3 separate regions of the Sus scrofa genome follow, and all the other regions are linked to region 2. The links are chromatin contacts, called in public Hi-C and HiChIP or PLAC-seq maps. All regions are on one chromosome and are shown on one strand. The core of a region is the stretch at or near the end of the contact, and the rest is flanking DNA. Distances in the headings are between cores, read along the strand shown.

Region 1 (4,253 bases), core at 907-3,406, 85 kb after region 2:
AGAATCTAATTACTTGCACATTTTAATGGTCTTGTATATTTCAGTAATAAAATGTTTTTACAAACTTCTCCATGCCTTTTCAAGTACTTCAAACGTATAAAGAGCTGAGAATATTCTTTTTTCTTCAAAATACATTCAAATGTATCCACCATCTTGACAGACCTGTTATTATGGTAATCATTTTCTTATACCTGATTATGATATTTCTATCAAATGGAAAACTCTGATTTTTCTTTGGAAGGGGGAATAGTGTGAGAGAATCCCCTTAAAATACGTTTAATATTCATTAAAAGTTTCTTTACAAAAACTTTTGATATTACAATTTTATATAGACCACACTTATAGTTTTGGAATAAACCAAACTCCTTAAATAGGGCTGTGCTAATCTTGTTTAAAATTAAGAAACTAAAAATTACAGCAATCCTATAGCTACCTGAAGAAAGTTGAAAGTACTAGTCTTGATGTTTTTAATAGCTATGAAAATATTTTTTCCTGAAGGACAGATGAACTTCAGTCTGAAGTACGAACACAGAACAAAATAATACAAGCATAAAGTTTCCTTTTGAATTTCATTAATCAATGAAGAAATGTTTATTGTTAAATTTAAAATACAAAACTTTTAGTCTCGACTCTTGCGAAAATCCTGTGTGGTTAAATATTTGTTTCTAGATTTGCTCCATAAACCTACTTGCCCTTCATTTTTCAAAGGAACACTGACCGACCACATTCACAACTGCTGTCTGCAGGGAATGGCTCAAAGTCACCACCATGTCATCTGTCGCTCCCCCCTAGGCAGGCTCCGGAGAGTCAACAAGAAATTTTATTATTTATATCCATTCCTTTTAATTCTGTTATTAGCTCTCAAAGCCTTTAAATAGCAAATGTCAAATCACATGTAAATTGTTTGCTGTTTAGCTCCAAGTTCCAGGCCAGGCTATTTCAAATTCGATACTTTGCAAATGACAGTAAAGGGGGTTGCTTAAAAATTGTTAAAAAACACTTTTCCCCATATAGCTTCTGACCAAAAAAAGTCTAAAACACGGGGCTCTAATTCCCACTTTAAACTAATTACAGTTATTTTAGGCTAAAGTGTCAAGTGAACATTACTTATCAAAAGGTCCTCGGGTCTTCCATTCGCCTTGAACATTACCTTACCACGTACACATCAAATGCTCTGGCCATCTGGAAAATTAAAAATATAAGGCATCCTCACCCTAGTCACCCGCACAAGCCTCAACAGAAAACTAAAGGATCTCGGGTGGTAGCTTACACTTACCTCTCTGGGCTTTAGCAAGCGGTTTACTTAAAAAGATTTACTTTCTGGCAAAATGTAGGTCATTCTTAAATGCAGCTTAAAACTCTGGGCATCTTTGAGGAAAAAATGATGTCACGAAATGTGTCACTGCTCATTTATTTCCTATATCACTAAATTCTAATTAAGACACTCCTGATATCGACTCCTCGTACAGCAGCGTTTACACCATTTGGGGCCGCAAACCCAGACGTGGCCCGCTGGTAAGCTCTAGCTAAAAAGCACCCGTCTTTCATTGGGCACCGACATTTTTCTCCTTCGAAGACAAATACTTTGCAGACCTCGCACCCCTCTTTACAAACCTGCGCGGGGCATTCGGGGGGAGGGGGAGGCAAGACTTTGGTGGGAGCTGCTTCTCTTCAGCAGAGCGAGGGTTGACTGCAAAGGCGCAGGCTGGGTGCTCGAGCAATTTCCTGCCGATTTCAGATTCCACTTGGAGCAGCGTGGAGAGGAAGTCGGACTTCTTTTCCAGGCGGAGCCTCCACGTAGGACTTGGGGGAGCCCGCACTCGTGGGCCCGGGGCCGGGGCCGGCGAGGGCGCTCCTGGATCCCTGCGGGAGGCCGGCGGCCCAGCGCGGACAGGCGGGCCAGGGAAGGGGTGCCGGGAGCGGCAGGGCGCGCCGGACTCCGGAGAGGAGTCTGAGCCGGGAAGAACTCGCTCCCAGCGCTGCGGGATCCAGCCCCCGGGATGCCCTTGAACCCGCGGCGAGGAAGGCGGCCCGCTGAGCTCCGAGCGCCCCGCCGCCTCGGGCGGAGCCGGACGTGGGCCTCGCGCGCTCCTCCGCCTCAGCCGGCGGAGAGGTCCGGTCCGCGGCGCGGCGCTGGGGGCCCCATCCGGTCCCTCGGGTCGGCGTCGCTGCAGGCAGCGCATCCCACCCAGAGACCTCGAGTCTGAAAGCGGAGACCGAGGGTCGCCTGCGGCAAAGCTCGGCTTGCACATCACTTTCCGATTTGGAGAAAATGTCACAGGAGAGGGGGAAAGGGGAAAAAGGGGGGAGGGGAGGGAGAAAGAACCATAAATTCGAGTTCGAGGAGGGTGAGGGCCCGACCTACGCGCGGCTTCAGGCGGCGCGGCGGCGGGGGCGCCCGGGCGGGGATTCCCGGTCTCGCAGCGCACCCTAGTGGCCGCCCTGCCCCTCGCCTGCTCCCCGCGACGTTCGCTGGGTCTCCCCAGCTCATTACAATCCGCAATATATTATTTCTTCCAAAGTATTGACAATGTGTGAGACTCCAGTAACCCCGGAGCTCTTGTCTGTAATCAGCACATTTATTCACATTTAGGGAGAAGAATCCGAATTAAATCCCCGTGACCCAGATTGGGTTACAGTGTCATTTTCCCTGGATCCTCTTTTAAATCCACTCCACACCGCTTCTCTGTCTATTACATGCTAATTTAATTTTACTGTGGACGATATTTTCAGCATTTGCTGAGGACAGTAAATTTTGTAGTTTATGTTATTTCACTTTTTATGACTTTTTAACACTTAATAAAATTTTATTAGAGCACTTTTGTGTTTACAAGGCCACAAAACTCTTGGCAGGTTGTCAGAAGTCCTTTTTATTATGATCCTACTGATATACTGCGAGTAATGAAATAATCATGTCCAGAAATGTATCAAAGGCCAGAGGGATTATCCCACTTAATAGCTCCACAGATGCGCCCAGAAGAATGCGGACACGCGGCAGGACGGGCTGAGAGGCGGCTGCAGGAAGGAGGCAGCCCCCCGCGTCCGTCTTTACCATTTCGGTTGCTTTCCTAAAAGGCTACAGGCAGGGTCATGTGACTTTCTGCGGTCTCAATTTAAAAAAAAAAAGAGAGAATTTATTCTATTGCAAAATGTGCTTTTCTTTTTATTCTCCTTGTGTGGGCATTTAAGGCTGTTCTAGTGGCAGTGGGGCTGGCTCAGCATATCCGTGTCAGTCACTTTCTTCTCATTTCTAAGTGTACTTTTGTGGCATTTAAGCAGCCGATGGTGACACTGGTGTCGATCGGTGCGACTTCTCCAGTCCACGCCCGAGAGAAGGCATGGGGAGGGGCCCAGGAGGACTCCATACGTTTTAAGGAACTGCCCCCCTCCTGCCAAACTGCACCTTTTGCTGTTGCTTTTTGTTTTGTTTCTCAAAACAGGGGAATAGTGACTTGAGGACTCTGCTTTCTGCCTTGTACCAAAGAACCACAGTATGCTGCTTTTATTTTATTTTGATTTTTTTGGCTAAGACTTCCTGAGGACAGATATTGCAGCTTTTTCTTTTCTTTCTTTTTTTTTTTTTTAGAACTATTTCCTTCTCTTTTAAATAGATATATGATCATTTAACACACTGGTGTTAAGTTCATTCTTGCTGCAAAAGAAGGCCATTGCACTTCCTGACCCTGAAAGCAAGGTGGGTGGCTTTGTTTTATAATCAAATTTTCTGTCTCCAGCTTCATATTTCTCTTTCTCTGTTATTTCCTAAGTCGTGTGCCAAAGTGATCAAAGAGATGAGGAATGGAACCGTAAATGGAGTGATTTTGAAAGGACTGTTGCTGTATCCAGAGCACGTGTTCTTCTAAACTTTGGCTTTGAGGGACTTTGGCAGTATTTTTCACAAGTGTGTGTGCGCGCGTGCGCACGTGGGCATCCCCGCACGCGCGTGTGTCTCATGTTCCAACACATCACATTTGGATTTGGTCCTCTGTGGTTGTTTGAAACAAGCCCTGGGAAGCGTGCCCCTCTCTCTGGATTGCCTCCACACCACACGTGTGTGTGCTTGGGTTCTGATGTTCCTAAGGCTGCCCGCAAGAGCTCTTTGATTTCAACTTCAAGGGAGCAATTTGGTTCTTTTGTATGTCATGTGCTAATCGCGGGCAAAACTTAGTGCCTGCTCTAGTAGTCTACTGTGTGCACAGGATGCTCTAGGTTCTGAAAGGAGCGTCTGGAGGCTAGTACCCATCCCTTAAGAA
Region 2 (4,328 bases), core at 1,212-3,711:
AATTTCGAAAGTGAAATGTCACTTAAATTGAAGATGGTTTAATCCTAAAATCTGCTTAATTCTGGTTCTGTAATTAGTCTCTTGGGCAAATCATTGGCAGTGACATGACCCTGCCTCATTAGAGGCACAACGGGAATGAGAAATCTGACAGATGATCTCATTGTTCAGGCTTAGAGTCTGTCCTAGAAGTAATACAAGAAGAAACTCCACATCTTTTGTCTGTGCTCTGACATTCATTTTTAATTTCCAGAGCAAATGTTTCCTCTGGCTTTAGTTCCTGGGACTCTTTCTCCTGTTTTGTTTTTGTTTTGTTGGGGGGGGGGCTATCTTCTAATAGTTATGGCTTCCTTACAACGAAGGAAACTGGCCTCCTCACATCCATTAATGACAACTTCAATGCTGCTGCTGAACTGGGAAACTGTCCCTTAGCATCAGTGCCACCACCAAGGTTTTTAGGGAGCACACTTGTGTTTTCTTTGTCTTTTCCCCACCCTGATTCAGTGGCAAAAGCCATTTTTTGCAGCTTCAGCTATTTTGAGTATAATTACACAATTGGCTGGAACTTATTTTGGCAAAAATCTTAGAGTGTATATACATCATGGGCATGCAAAACCTCCTAGAAAAGATGTGTTTTCATACAAAAGTACCATCACCTGTACTTTCTGGACGTCAATTTCATGTAAATCACAATGAAAGGAGGATGTGTGGTCTCACACAGCTAGTGTACCCTGACTAGGCATTATGTGAACACAAGCTGGTCCAGAGGGAGGTGTCAAGGGCTTGTTTCATGGAGTGTTTGGAGCTTTATCCACAAAAAGCACGACTCAAGGGCTGACACCTCTCACTCTAGGATGCAATCCATCCTTTGATGTAGCACTTTGTCAGAATGTATCAAGTAGAAAAATCCCACTGTGCAAACATTGTGTGGGTCTCAGAGGTTAGTGTCTTGACTTTGGGGGAGACATTCCACAAATCACAAGATGGGAAAAGGTTTAATAAGGAGAGACGGGGTGATCCGGGTCAGACCTCCAAGTATTGGTCCTGATGTTGTGGTTGCCTTGCTGAGTGACCGAGGAGCCACTTACAGGCTCTGTGACCTTGGGCAAACTACTTGACCTCCGTCTGCCTCAGTTTCCTCATCTATCATGGGAATAAAATAGTATCTGCTTCACAGGGTGGTTTGATGATTAAATGAGTCAATACTGAGACAGCACTGAGAGTAATAGCTAGCACATGGTTAGCACTCAATGTTAGTTCCTTCCTCTTACTTTGCTCATTTTTAAAATTAATTAAATTATTATTGCACCAACTTGCTTCCAGTGAATGTAGTTCACGCTAAACCAATAACCCTGCTCTGAGAAATGTCTAAAGCAGAAGACAGAAATGATCATTTCATGCATTAGTTTATAACAAATGAATAAGGAAATATTTTCAAGTATGAAAAGTTGGGGGCCATGAGGTTCAACTTCTCCCTCTGTTTTAAAAAATTCTCCTCTGGACGCTCATTAGGGGTTTTTACTCCTCAGCCAGGCTCTCCCCTCCAACTCCTTGGTTTTCTCAAACTTTATTTTTTCCTCTTCGGAAAGTGAAAGAATAACAGCTCCAGCTAGAGACGCTTGCTTGAAATAGCACTGGCACACAGCAGTTTCCTTTGCAGCTCTGCCAATGAGCCCAGCCAGCCGCCAGTCAGGGATCCGGCCTCTGACCCTGCGGCCTGGCTGCAGGCCCAGGGGATGGGGGGGGGGGGGGGGGGACTCTGAAGAGGAGGACGATCCCCCTCCCGAGACCAGTCAGGCACCACCCATCCCGCTATCGTTGGAGTCTGGGCCAAGCACAACACCAGGAAAATCTCTTTTTCATTGTTTGCTTTTCCACGCACGGGCTTTGAAAAAGTTCCCATTTCTTATGGTCAAGTCCAGAATTAAATCGGACTTCGCTGACAGTTGCTGGAAAATAAATCCATTCAACTTCCTAAGGCTTTTCCGACTGGCTTTGTTTGCAGTCTCACGGACGGTGTTTCTGACGGGCCGCGATAGCTCCTTCCTCAAATCCCCTTCACGCACGCGGACCCTCACTTCGCTTTGTGATATAAATTATTCATCTCATTTCTTTAGCACCGGGCAGACAGCGGTGAGGAATGCTTCCCTCCTGGAACATGAAGTAATTGACATTTTTCTGTTTTCCTGCTGTGTGGTTAGGGAATTATTAAAACGGACTGGTCTTTAGTAGTTCATTTTTGTTGGATATGAATCCCCTTTCCCCTTTGGTGGTGTGACGGCCCCTGAGTATGGAAACTCTCCAAGAGCTGTATCTTCGTGCTTCCCTATTTCCTTTCGACGGTCGTCCCTCTGAATACAGAAAGCGAGAAGGGCAGTAATGTGAGAATTTTATGTTGGGGGGAGGGGACTCACAACCCGTCCCCCACCAAATCCTCTGAGACGGCTTTCAACGGCCCCTCCCCCGCCTTACCGCCCACGCCACCACCAACAGCGACACCTAGTGGTCAAATAAAAATTAGCCCCTTCATTCCGAGTTAAGCCGCTTTTTACAGAAAATAAAATTTCCTTTAGGAGCAATTTAGATCTTTCTGTGGATGCACAGGAAGAGATATTCCTCATAATGAATAGCTAAAACATATTATTTGGGGGTACGGGGCAAGTGCATAATTTTTCCTTAAGAACATACTGGAGCTTTTTATCTATTTTCTTAGTGCAGGTTTGTAGGCTTTTGCATTGGTGGTAGAATGGTGAGCATAGCTGCCTTCCAGGTTTGTAGGCTTTTGCATGGTCTCTTAGTAATGGCCACTTTGATTTTATTATAACTTTAAAAGTTGGCAGCTGCTCAGCAATATTTTAAACTGAACACCTATAATGTATATATAAAGGTAAAATATTTTAAAATGAGTGATATTACAAATCAGCCATTTGCATAAATCTGTCTCAAACTCTTGGAACCACATTTACGGGCAAAAATAGTTTCCATTTTAATGACAGTAATCTCCAGGAAGAGGTGAGAATCTTTCTGTTAAGAATTTTTTCAATAAATGAGGAAACATAAAAACATCTACATTTTTAATGAAAGCTTTCAGAGGTTACAAAAACTTTTTAAATGAATCCTTTTAAAAAAATTTTACTGGAGTTCCTGTCATGGCTCGGCGGTTAATGAACCCAACTAGCATCCATGAGGACATGGGTTCGATCCCTGGCCTCGCTCAGTGGGTTAAGGCTCAGTCTGGTGTTGCCCTGAGCTGTGGTGTAGGTCACAGACACGGCTTGGATCCCACGTTGCTGTGCCTGTGGTGTAGGCTGGTGGCTACAGCTCCGATTGGACCCCTAGCCTGGGAAACTCCATATGCAGCCGGTGCAGCCTTAAAAAGACAAAAAACAAAAAACTTTTATTTATTTCTAATACAATTTTGAAAGGTTACTTTATGGTTTTTACAAGATATTGGCTATATTCCCCGTGTTCTACGATATGTCCTTGAGCCTGTCTTACACCCAGGGGTTTGTACATTCCACTTCCCCAACCCTATATTACCCCTCCCCCCTCAACCACTAGTTTATTCTTTTTACCTGTAAGTGTACTTCTTGGTTTTATCCACTAATTTGTTGTATTTTTTAGATTCTACATGTAAATGATTATACAGTACTTATCTTTCTCTGTCGGACTTATTTCACTTAGCATAATGTTGCTGCAGATAGCAAAAGTTCATTTTTTATGACTGAGTAGTATTCCATTGTGTGTGTATAGGTAGGTGTATGTTTGTATACACTACGTCTTCTTTATCCATTCATCTGTTGATGGACACTTATGTTGTTTCCATGTCTTGGCAAATGTAAATATTGTCACTATGAACATTGGAGTGCAAGTATCTTTTTGAGTTACTGTTTTTGTTCTTGTTTTTTCAGCTATATACCTAAGAGTGGAATTGCTGGATCATATAGCAGTCTTATTTTTACTTTTCCTCCACACTGTTTTCCATAGTGGCTGCACCAGTTTGTATCCCACCAACAGAGAAGAAGGATTCCCTTTTCTGCATGTCCTTGCCAACATTTATTTCTAAAAATTTTTACTTTTAAATAATTATAAATTCATAAAAAGTTGCAAAAAATACTCTGTACCTTCATCCAGTTTCTCCCAATGGTAACATCTTGCATAACTATAACACAATGTGAAAACCAGGAAATTGACATTGGTATACTCCGCAGAATTTATTTAGAGTCCATCTGTTTTACCTGAACTCAGTTCTTTGTGTGTGTGTAGTTTTATGTAATTTTATCACATATATAAATGCATGAACTGCTACTGCAATCAAGATACAGAAGTGT
Region 3 (4,025 bases), core at 270-2,769, 93 kb before region 2:
ACACAAACACAGGCTGTCTGTCAAGTAATACAGTTGAGCCTTGAGAGATGAAATACCAGGAGGCCAGTGTTACACTGATGCCCACGTGCACTACTGACTCTGACTTTTATGAGACAATCTAGGAATTCCTCATGCTCTTTGGGTCAGGCGTGAAAATCAAGTGAGACCATCTTTAAACTTTTGTGAGTATATAGTCAACCTTCTTTGTAATCTATTTAATTTCATTGACTGTCTTCCTTCTTCAGATTTTGCTTTTAATCCTCACCACAAGAGGCACCTCTCATCAAAATGTCCATTTTCATAAGAGCTGGGAGGAAAGCTTCCTAGAGGGGAGTGTCTGCTGTGAAGGAGGAAGCAGAGGGTTAGGGAAATCAAAACGCCAATCATCTGTGAAGTCTGCTGCTAGGGAGCAAAGCTATAAAAAAGGACAGAGTTTACTGCAAAAGGTTTCCCCCTGCTGGTAAGTCCCTGAATTGCACCACCATCTGCTCTGAACTCAGCTCCCCTCAACCCAGTAACCTAATGCAGCTGCAGGAGAGAGGCCTCCTTTCCCCAACACACAACTCTTAGTCCCAGACCCGCTGCAGATGTTTCTTTATGACCCGTCAAAATGTTTGCTAAATATCATCTGTTAATTTCCCAAACATCCTGGCTTCAGTCCTTTTATGTAAAACCTGATTCAAGATCTTAAAATAGATGATAGTAAAATAAAATATAAAGTAAAATACAAAAACATGAAGGTGCATTTGTCCTGGAACATCAACAGATTGTGCTGTTCAGTAGGATTCCAATTGCAAAGGACATTTCTTCATTTCTCCATAGTTCCACCACAGGCAGACTGATAAGTTGCTTGGTGACCATTCCTAGTCTTCAGCTTTTGGTCGTAACGTTTTAAAAACATTGCCATGTGTAGCGAGAGCTCCTGATCCCAACCTCAGTCTGTTGCAGGCAGGGTCAGTCTCCTCCCCAACCTCAGAGAGTACCTCAGTGGGACTTCAGAAGAGTTGTATGGGAGGCAAAGTGCTGAAATCAGCATCCCTTCATGGGTGAGGTCTGTAATCTCTCCTCTGAGACTGGTACCTGTCTCCATGTGATAAAGGAATCTCTGCTCCTCCTGAGGACTGTTTGCATGGTAAGATGGGATTCTTGGATGGAAAAGTGCTTAATCCAAAGGAAGGGTTTCCCAGTGGTGAACATTTTTATCATTTGGGGAAAGGGGAGTGGTGTAGCCCACCCATCAATCCTCCACCCGGGTTCCTCTACCACGCTGTGGATGGAGGATCAGTTACCATGACAACCAAACCTCCAGCAGTTGCTCTCAAGGGCCGGCAAGGCGAGCTGACATCAGGAGGTGGGAGGAAGTGGGGGCGGGGGGGGGGGAAGTCCGCTGGGCTCAGATCCTCGCCACACCCACGGGTCCCCTTCGCAGAGGGAAGTGGGGCCAGCTGCAGTCTGCTCCAGGAAGCTGGGAGCAGGCAGCTGGGCTGGGAACCCTTTGTGCTAAGGGAGGTCTGCGGAGACAAGCAGCCGCTGATTATAGGACATTTCATCAGAGCAGCTGCAACCGATCAGCTCTTGACTCAGTGCCTCTCAGAAGGTCCACCCTTTAGAAACTTCCTAAGCTGTGTGCATTGAACTTTATCCGAAAGTAGCTCTACTACTGTCGGAATTCTTTTAAAAAGAAAGGCAGCCTTAAACAATTTCTTTTTCCAAATGCCTGTGCGTTGGGGCAGGTAACTGGTTCTCGAAGTGTGTCTCTAGCCAGCAGCATTACTTCACCTGGAAATTGATGAAAATGTGATTGCTAGTGCCTCATGCCGGACCTCCTGAGCAAGAAATTCTGGGGTAAGACCCAGCAGTCAGGGCTTTCACAAGCTCTCTGGATCATTCTGCATCATGCAGATGTTTGAGAACCATGGTAGCTGAGGAGGTCATACTTTAATTAATATGGGGATATATAATGGGAAAGATAAGAAGCTGATCAAGTGGCACCCAAACCCTCCAACTAAGATGAGGTCAAAGGCAAGTTCTTGATCGCAGAGACTATTGGTTTCCCCTCCTTCCGGAACCTAAAGCACATCTTCAGTGTCCTGGTGAATAGTGCCTGCAGCTTTGATACTATTGTCATGGAAAACTATAATTTGTTTAATGATGAATGTTTTAGTGGAGTTTCTGAGAGTCCACCGTAGGGAGACGTGGGGAAAGCCAAATTGTTAGAGAGCAATTTTTAACGCTCTCTGTAAGGCTTTTCCAACCAGCTCCAGAAAGGAAGCCTTTGGCTTCAGTAACTGTGACAGCCCTTAGAAGACAGTTGTGTGGGGGAGTTCCTGTCGTGGCGCAGTGGTTAACAAATCCGACTAGGAACCATGAGGTTGCGGGTTCGATCCCTGGCCTTGCTCAGTGGGTTAACGATCCGGCGTTGCCGTGAGCTGTGGTGTAGGTTGCAGACGCGGCTCGGATCCGCGTTGCTGTGGCTCTGGCGTAGGCCAGTGGCTACAGCTCCGATTAGACCCCTAGCCTGGGAACCTCCATATGCCGCAGAAGCGGCCCAAAGAAATAGCAAAAAGACCAAAAAAAAAGAAGACAGTTGTGCGATGTGACCACAATGAACTATTATTAGGAGCCTAGTGCTTTTTTCACAGGGTATCATGATGTGTGTGCCTCTCTCTGGTTGGAAGGTGGTTTTGCACCTTATCTTTTCACCAATTTTGCAAAGTGCTCAGCACAGGCACAGTTTCCTCTTACTGGCCAGAATTTGAGTAACAGCCACCATTGATGGGAGACCCACTGTCTGAAGACAGATAACATACCAGTTTTTTTCCTGAATTCTCATCACATTCCAAAGGCAGGGACTTTTAATCTCTCCATTTAACAGGTAAAGAAAATAAGGCTGCTGAGAAGTCAGTCACCCAAATTCCCCATCACTCTAGGATTAGAACCCTGGGCAGTCTGACTCCAGAGACCTTGGGGTTAACCAAACCTCCTGCAGGCCCCAGAGCAAGGGTCACCTCCTTGCCCCGTCTCTGTAGAGACCACCTCTCCTTCTTTGTGCCACCGTTAATATTGCACCTGCTAAGTAGCAGAGTATTTACATCGGGTATCTATCTCATTTTATCCTCACAGCTGCCCTGTGAAGTAGGAATAGTGTCAAGATCCCCAAGTGACAGATGAGGAAACTGAGGCTCTGAGCAGCCAGCTGCCCATCTGAACACACACGAATGACTTGTGGCTGAACCAAGGATCAAACCAGGAAGTGAGTTCATGTCTAATACACCCCATTCTGCCACTTAGCACACCATGGCTTGTCCCCAAATTATTTATGTTCATATCCATGGTGATCAGGTATCCATGGCAGACCCTCTGAGTTAGTTATCCTGTTTTTTTCTTCCAAATATTCAAAAGAAACAGGATTTAGAACGTTAAAAGACTTCTAAACATTATTTTATTTTAGCATTACAACAGTAATATATGTGGGGATAAAAAGTCAAACAATTCAGAAGCCCGTTAATCTTTTTATAGTCCCCATAGCATCTACTCTGCTGTCTGACATGAAGTGGGTGTAAATAAATATTGTCTGATTTTACATACAGGCACTAAGATTCCCAAGTGTTCACTGGGCATCAATATCTGTGCAGGGGGTGTTGGGATGCAGCTACATCCTCTGTCCTCATGCAGAACAGGTAATTCGTGTGACATGAATGGGACAAGGAAGAAGAGCAGGCACTGGAGGAGCCTGGACCAAGGGGAGTGACCAGATTCTGAGGTTCAGTGAAGGCCTCTCAAGGAATGGTTTATTGAGGCAAGACCTAAGTTCCTTGTCTGCACTCTGCTTGCTCACTCCATAGTATTAATTTAACTGACAAATGAAAAACTCTCATTCATTCATTCATTCAATCCATTCATTCAACTAGTATGTATTAAGCACCCATTCTGTGCCAGGTTCTGTGCTTGGCCCTGGAGAGTTTCAAGAAATAACAGCATTATTGAGATATAATTCACATATCATAGAGTTCATCCACTTAAAG

Evidence for each region. A called contact is a pair of places that touch in the nucleus more often than the background predicts. HiChIP or PLAC-seq counts read pairs in DNA pulled down with a chosen protein or histone mark.
Region 1: an H3K27ac HiChIP or PLAC-seq map of skeletal muscle shows a contact between it and region 2. The contact joins two enhancer-like sites. A contact is called at or near these places in 14 of 47 Hi-C or Micro-C datasets (embryonic fibroblasts, epiblast stem cells, fetal heart ventricle and 6 more) and 1 of 2 datasets of contacts at active chromatin or transcription factors (skeletal muscle).
Region 3: a contact with region 2 is called in a Hi-C map of skeletal muscle, with 6 times the contacts expected there. The contact joins two enhancer-like sites. A contact is called at or near these places in 9 of 47 Hi-C or Micro-C datasets (alveolar macrophages, embryonic fibroblasts, fetal heart ventricle and 5 more) and 1 of 2 datasets of contacts at active chromatin or transcription factors (skeletal muscle).

The regions. Positions count from the first base shown.
Region 1 is chr15:82,424,810-82,429,062 of Sscrofa11.1, forward strand. No RefSeq gene overlaps it. Among named protein-coding and RNA genes, the nearest start is that of MTX2, 370 kb to the left of the region's middle. Within about 2 kb of position 2,157, at least 33 of the 83 cell types and tissues checked have an H3K27ac peak or open chromatin away from gene starts, as enhancers often do. A contact at or near this core is called in fetal skeletal muscle, retroperitoneal adipose tissue, skeletal muscle and 1 more, where this site is marked.
Region 2 is chr15:82,339,955-82,344,282 of Sscrofa11.1, forward strand. No RefSeq gene overlaps it. Among named protein-coding and RNA genes, the nearest start is that of MTX2, 280 kb to the left of the region's middle. Within about 2 kb of position 2,462, at least 39 of the 83 cell types and tissues checked have an H3K27ac peak or open chromatin away from gene starts, as enhancers often do. A contact at or near this core is called in fetal skeletal muscle, retroperitoneal adipose tissue, skeletal muscle and 1 more, where this site is marked.
Region 3 is chr15:82,247,597-82,251,621 of Sscrofa11.1, forward strand. The region is part of intron 2 of LOC110257070 (a long non-coding RNA gene); the gene reads left to right. Among named protein-coding and RNA genes, the nearest start is that of MTX2, 190 kb to the left of the region's middle. Within about 2 kb of position 1,520, at least 12 of the 83 cell types and tissues checked have an H3K27ac peak or open chromatin away from gene starts, as enhancers often do. A contact at or near this core is called in retroperitoneal adipose tissue, skeletal muscle and subcutaneous adipose tissue, where this site is marked.